Linked DNA regions of Sus scrofa: region 1 is linked to region 2. Evidence: chromatin contacts called from public Hi-C data. All regions are on one chromosome and are shown on one strand. The core of a region is the stretch at or near the end of the contact, and the rest is flanking DNA. Distances in the headings are between cores, read along the strand shown.

Evidence for each region. A called contact is a pair of places that touch in the nucleus more often than the background predicts.
Region 1: a contact with region 2 is called in a Hi-C map of skeletal muscle, with 4 times the contacts expected there. The contact joins the promoter of PSPC1 here to the promoter of MPHOSPH8 in region 2. A contact is called at or near these places in 2 of 5 promoter capture datasets (fetal liver and liver), 6 of 47 Hi-C or Micro-C datasets (heart right ventricle, liver, retroperitoneal adipose tissue and 1 more) and 2 of 2 datasets of contacts at active chromatin or transcription factors (alveolar macrophages and skeletal muscle).

What each region holds. Positions count from the first base shown.
Region 1 is chr11:570,749-573,448 of Sscrofa11.1, forward strand. It overlaps PSPC1 (paraspeckle component 1), which reads right to left and starts at 1,342. Exons shown (of 9, transcript XR_002336589.1): 1 at 846-1,342.
Region 2 is chr11:445,578-448,277 of Sscrofa11.1, forward strand. It overlaps MPHOSPH8 (M-phase phosphoprotein 8), which reads left to right and starts at 1,442. Exons shown (of 14, transcript XM_013980701.2): 1 at 1,442-1,850. The coding sequence starts at 1,632.

The sequences.
Region 1 (2,700 bases), core at 92-2,591, 130 kb after region 2:
CGTACTTAAAACTTATGTTCAAAAGGTCGATTATTATACACCAATTTTAAGGAATTTCTAGGTCTTCAAATGTTCTACCTAAAAACGGTCTCATTTGATTATGTTTCTCTACGTATTAGAATTTTGCCTTGTCCACTCATCGAAAGAAGAGTTTAAGTTCTACAAAGAAAAGCTTCCACAATCGGAAATGAACATTTGAGGATCAAACCACAACACCGGCGGAACTCAAGCCTATCCCGGTAAAAACAAAAACCATGCAAAGGTACAAAACTCTAGAACAGGACCATGCTAAACAATAAATAACTCTATACCCGGTGATTAAAAAAACAAAAAACGGAAAGCCATTTATTTACCTAAAACTGTCCCCCTTTTATAAAGATAATTTGTTGGGGGGGGGAATCCAGCATGTAAATACCAATTACGATGACGCCGTATAAACGACATCGAGGAAATTCTCAAAGCGCAGAGGAAAACGTAATAAAACAGGTACTCTGTCCTGGAAGTATAAAACGGCACTTTTGTTTTTTTAACATTAGGGAGGCACGATGTGTGCACGGTACTAGCGAACTTGCCGCTTTATTTGACAAGGGGTGAAGCGTGCTCCTCCAGCGCACAATGCGCGAGCGACACAGAAAGTAGCAGCCCGCGCCGCGCGAGGACAGGCGGCCGGGCCCGGCGGAGTGGGGTGACGGAGGGGAGGCAGACCAGGCGGGGGCACGAGGGCCGGGAGAGGGAAGACGAGGGGCGGCCGGGCGGGGCGGGGGGGCGAGGAGGAGGGAGCCGAGAGGCCGAGGGAGGGAGACGCGGAGGGGAGGCGCGGCCCGCCGCCCGCCCGCGGCCCTCACCAGGCGGATGAAGCCGAAGCCGCGGTCGCGGTTGATGAAGACCTCGCTGGGCTCGCCGTAGCGCTCGAACAGCCGCTTGAAGTCGTCCTCGGTGATGTCCGTCGGCAGGTTCCCCACGAAGAGGCGGCAGCGCTGCGTGTACGTCTTCTCGCCCGGCTTGAGGAAGCTCTTGATGTCGATGGTGAAGCCGCCCTCCTCGGCCGGCCGGTCCTCGGCGGGCGCGGCGGGCGCGGGCGCGGGCGGCTCCCCGGGCAGCGCGAGCGCCATGGCCGCCGGCTCGCCCTCGCCGGCCGCCGACTCTAGGGCACGGAGGCGCGCCGGGTTCTTCTCGATGCGCACTTGCTTCAGGTTTCCTCTCAGCATCATCTCAGCGCGCGCCCTCCGGACCCAGCCCTACAGCTCGTTCCGCAGTGAGCGTCCGCCCACGGAGTCGGGGTCGGGAAGGACACGGTCGCGGACGCCAACCGCCAGCCGCACACCCGGCCGCACGCCCAAGATGGCGCCGCCGCCGCCGAGCCGGAGGCAGAGACGCCAAGTCAGCCCCGCCCCTCGGCCGAGGCCGCGCTGGAGCCGGGAGTCGGCGCGCCCGCGCACTGCAGAGCCAATGGCGCCCTGGGGCGCGCGCATGCGCACTGCTTAACGCGGTCCCCGGTTCCAGCCTACCCCTCCCCCTCCCCAGATAAGCGTGATGTTCCTTGTAACTACGGGGAAGTTTGTTCGGCATTGCAGCAATGTGTGAAAGTGCAAAGGTGTTGGGGACATCCATAGTTGCCCAAATGTCCACCCCAGTTTTCAGCAATGGCATGAAAGTGAAAACTTGCGGATTTAATACATAGCATTAAATAATGAGCTATCTCCCAATAATAGTTGAAACAAAACAGCATTTCTACCTTTTTCAAGAGCAAGGTTTTTATTGTATTTCCCGATGAAAAATCCAATTCCATAAAATAATCACGGTGTGGTTTTTTGGTTTTTTGTTTTAGGGCGGCACCGACAGCATATGGAAGTTCCCAGGTTAGGTGCTAAATTGGAGCTGTAGCCACTGGCCTACAGCACAGCCACAGCAACACCAGATCTGAGCTGCATCTGCGATCTACACCACAGATCCCGGCAACACTGGATCCTTAACCCACTGAGCGAGGCCAGGGATCAAACCCGCATCCTCATGGATACTAGTCAGGTTCATAACCCACAAATGTTTTACTTTAAAACAGCAATCCTGCAGTTCCCCTCCTGGTGCAATGGAAACGAATCTGACTAGGAACCATGAGGTTACGGTTCGATCCCCGGCCTTGCTCAGTGGGTTAAGAATTGGTGTTACAGTGAGCTGTGGTGTAGGTTGCAGACGCGGCTCAGATCTGGCATGTTGCTGTGGCTGGGGCGTAGTCCAGCAGCTGTAGCACCTAGTGTGAGAACTTCCAAATGCCAGAGGTGTGGCCCTAAAAAAAGAAAAGAAAAAAAAAAAAAAAAGTAAAACGGCAATCCTAATGCTGCTTATATCCAAGTGAAATGAAAACTTGTGTTCACACAAAAACCTATATGCAAATTTTATAGGGGCTTTATAAATTATACTGTAATCAACAAAAACTGAATCAACCCTAATATCCAACTGGTGAAGAGATTAACAGTAGTACATTCATAAAGCAGAATATACTCAGCAATAAAGAGGAATAAATGACTGGTAGAAACATCAATGTGACTCAAAGGCTACATTCTGAATAGATGACATTCTATGGCTAAGGAATACAGTTCAGTGCTTGCTAGGAACTGGAAGGTAGGGAGGGGTTATCGAGTAGGGATACAGCAAAATGTCTGGAAAAATAGAAGTACATCTTGATTGTGGTGACAGCTACAA
Region 2 (2,700 bases), core at 192-2,691:
AGGGGGATCAGAAATGGGGTGCTCTGTGCTCTGGGAAAAACTGAAACAGGACTTCAGATGGGTATTTTCAGGCAAAAATTTTATAAGCCCAACTTCTTGCATCTTACATCTAGAAAAGCACTGAAATCATCACTAGGGACATTTGCCCTCTCATGAGCAGCAACCTTCTGCAAAATTGTGTTCCTGAACCCTATGTACCCTCCACCAAAATCACGTGGAACAACCTCCTCCCCGTCTTTGGAGCCGAGAAGCTTTTTCTTCCTATAGTCCTCACTTTGTCCCAAATAAACTTAACTCTCACATTGTGCATTCATTTTCTGTGGACAGATTAAATAAAAAGCTTGCTGCTATAAAGACTTTATTTGCTTATCTGTAATTAAAAGGGAGAAAAATGGGAGTTCCCGTTGTGGTGGAGCAGAAACGAATCCAACTAGGAACCATGAGGTTGCGGGTTGGATCCCTGGCCTCCCTCAGCGGGTTAGGGATCCTGCGTTGCCATGAGCTGTGGTGTAGGTTGGATCCTGTGTTGCTGTGGCTCTGGCGTCCGCCAGCAGCTGTAGCTCCAGTTGGACCCCTCGCCTGGGAACCTCCATAGGCCGCAGGTGCAGCCATAAAAAGCAAAAAAGAAAAATATTTGACCTAGCAACTTTGGGTGACGATTCTTTTTGAGGGAGGACTATTTTTTTTTTTGTCTTTTTGTTGTTGTTGTTGTTGTTGCTATTTCTTGGGCCGCTCCCGCGGCATATGGAGGTTCCCAGCGAATCGGCGCTGTAGCCACCGGCCTACGCCAGAGCCACAGCAACGCAGGATCCGAGCCGCATCTGCAACCTACACCACAGCTCACGGCAACGCCGGATCGTTAACCCACTGAGCAAGGCCAGGGACCGAACCCGCAACCTCATGGTTCCTAGTCGGATTCGTTAACCACTGCGCCACGACGGGAACTCCAGGGAGGACTATTTTTGTCAGTCATTACTAACCTGGACAAATTTCTTTCATCATATCCTCTTATTTTTTTCCAGTGGATAAAAGAAAACCCAACTAAAATATTTTTAATATTTATTTAAACAGTACTCCCTAAACTGAAACGGCACTAGGAGCTGTGTTTGCATCATTCACTCGCTAATCTATTCGCACAGATGACGATCCAGATAAGAGCCTAGCGTTGTCTGCCGCAGGCGGTGCTCGCCCTGAAAGCCTGGCTGTGGGGCGCGCCCGCCGGAAACCCGCCCCCAGGAGGCCTCCCTGCGCTCTGCCGCCCCCGCCCCCGCCCCCGCCCCCAGCGGCCCTGCAAGCCCCGCCCCCCAGCGCCGCTCCGCAGCCTCCCCTCCGGGAGCGGCTTCCCACAGCGCACGCCCTCCGCTGTCCCAGCCCACTCTCCCGACAAGCCCCGCCCCCACACCCGGCCCTTCCTTCCGCCCGGCGGCCCCTTGGCCCGCCCACCCGCTTCCTGTGGGCCGCGCGGGGCGCCGGCGCGCCCGTCCTGACGTGGTTGGTGTGCGCGCGCGTCGTTCCGGGGCCAGGAACCCGCCATTGGCGCGGTCGGGCCCTTCGCGTCCGCCTGGCAGAGGGACTGACTGCGGGCGGGCGCGTGTCACAGTCCCTCTCCCCGCCGCTAGCAGAGCTCCGTTATGGCGGAGGCGGACGCGGACGGGGCGAGCGCGGCTGCGGTTGCCGGTTCGGGAGCCGACGGCAGTGGAGAGTCGCCTGCAGTCGAAGGAGGGGGAGCCGGAGCGTTGAGCGAAGAAAAGGAAGCGGCCGCGAAAGGAGCGGAGGCCGCGGGGGACAGTGAGGAGGACGGCGAGGATGTGTTCGAGGTGGAGAAGATCCTGGACATGAAGACGGAGGGGGTACGTGCGGGGCGGCCCACGCGCGGCGGTCGGCGCGGCGGAGGCGCTGGAGGCGGTGCGGGGGCGTTTCTCGCCGCAGGGGACGTTTCTCGCCGCAGGGGACGTGGGGACTGTGCTCCGCTTTTGGGCCTTCGTCCTCGCCTTCTCCCCACAGGGCACATCTCAGGTCCAGAGGCCCTGAGCATCCTCGTTCCTCTCCCGGGGAACTCCTGTTCTCTTCCCCCGTGAAAGCCTCGTTTGACCCTGATCCCAACAGAGTGAGGTGCCCCACTGACGCTGGGTGTAGACTTTTGTTTTAGGATTTATTTATCGTTCTTATATGTTTGTCTTGTAGACTGTAGGCCTCTTCTAGTACATGACTATGCGTTTTAAGTTTTGTTATTGAAGTGATAACAAAATGATGTTTTATCACTTTAATGCTTAGCCTGCAGTAGTTGCTTAGTGTACATCAGATTGTTAAGTGGGCGAATGAATTGTGGGCTGGAGGCTGAGGGAAAGTAAGAGGGTGCAAGGACGGACAATAATAAGGATGGCAAATAATCTCTTTTAGTAAATAGGAGTAAGATAACCAAAGGTCCTATACGGTGGTCGTTATATATGTTGTGTTCTTTTTATTGTCTTTTATTTCCCATTTGCGTACACTACTTTGTGTGTGTGTGTTTTGTTTTTTTTTTTTTTTTTTTTTTTTTTTGTCCATTCACGGACTTTTTTGGTCTCAGCTACTGCATGCTGGGTGCTGTGTTAGGTCCTGAGGATACAGAGATTAGTTGTATCATACTCAGTTGCTGACGTTAAAAATTCCCCTGTCCATGCTGTAAAATTAGGTTGTGGTGATTGTTGTACACCTGTA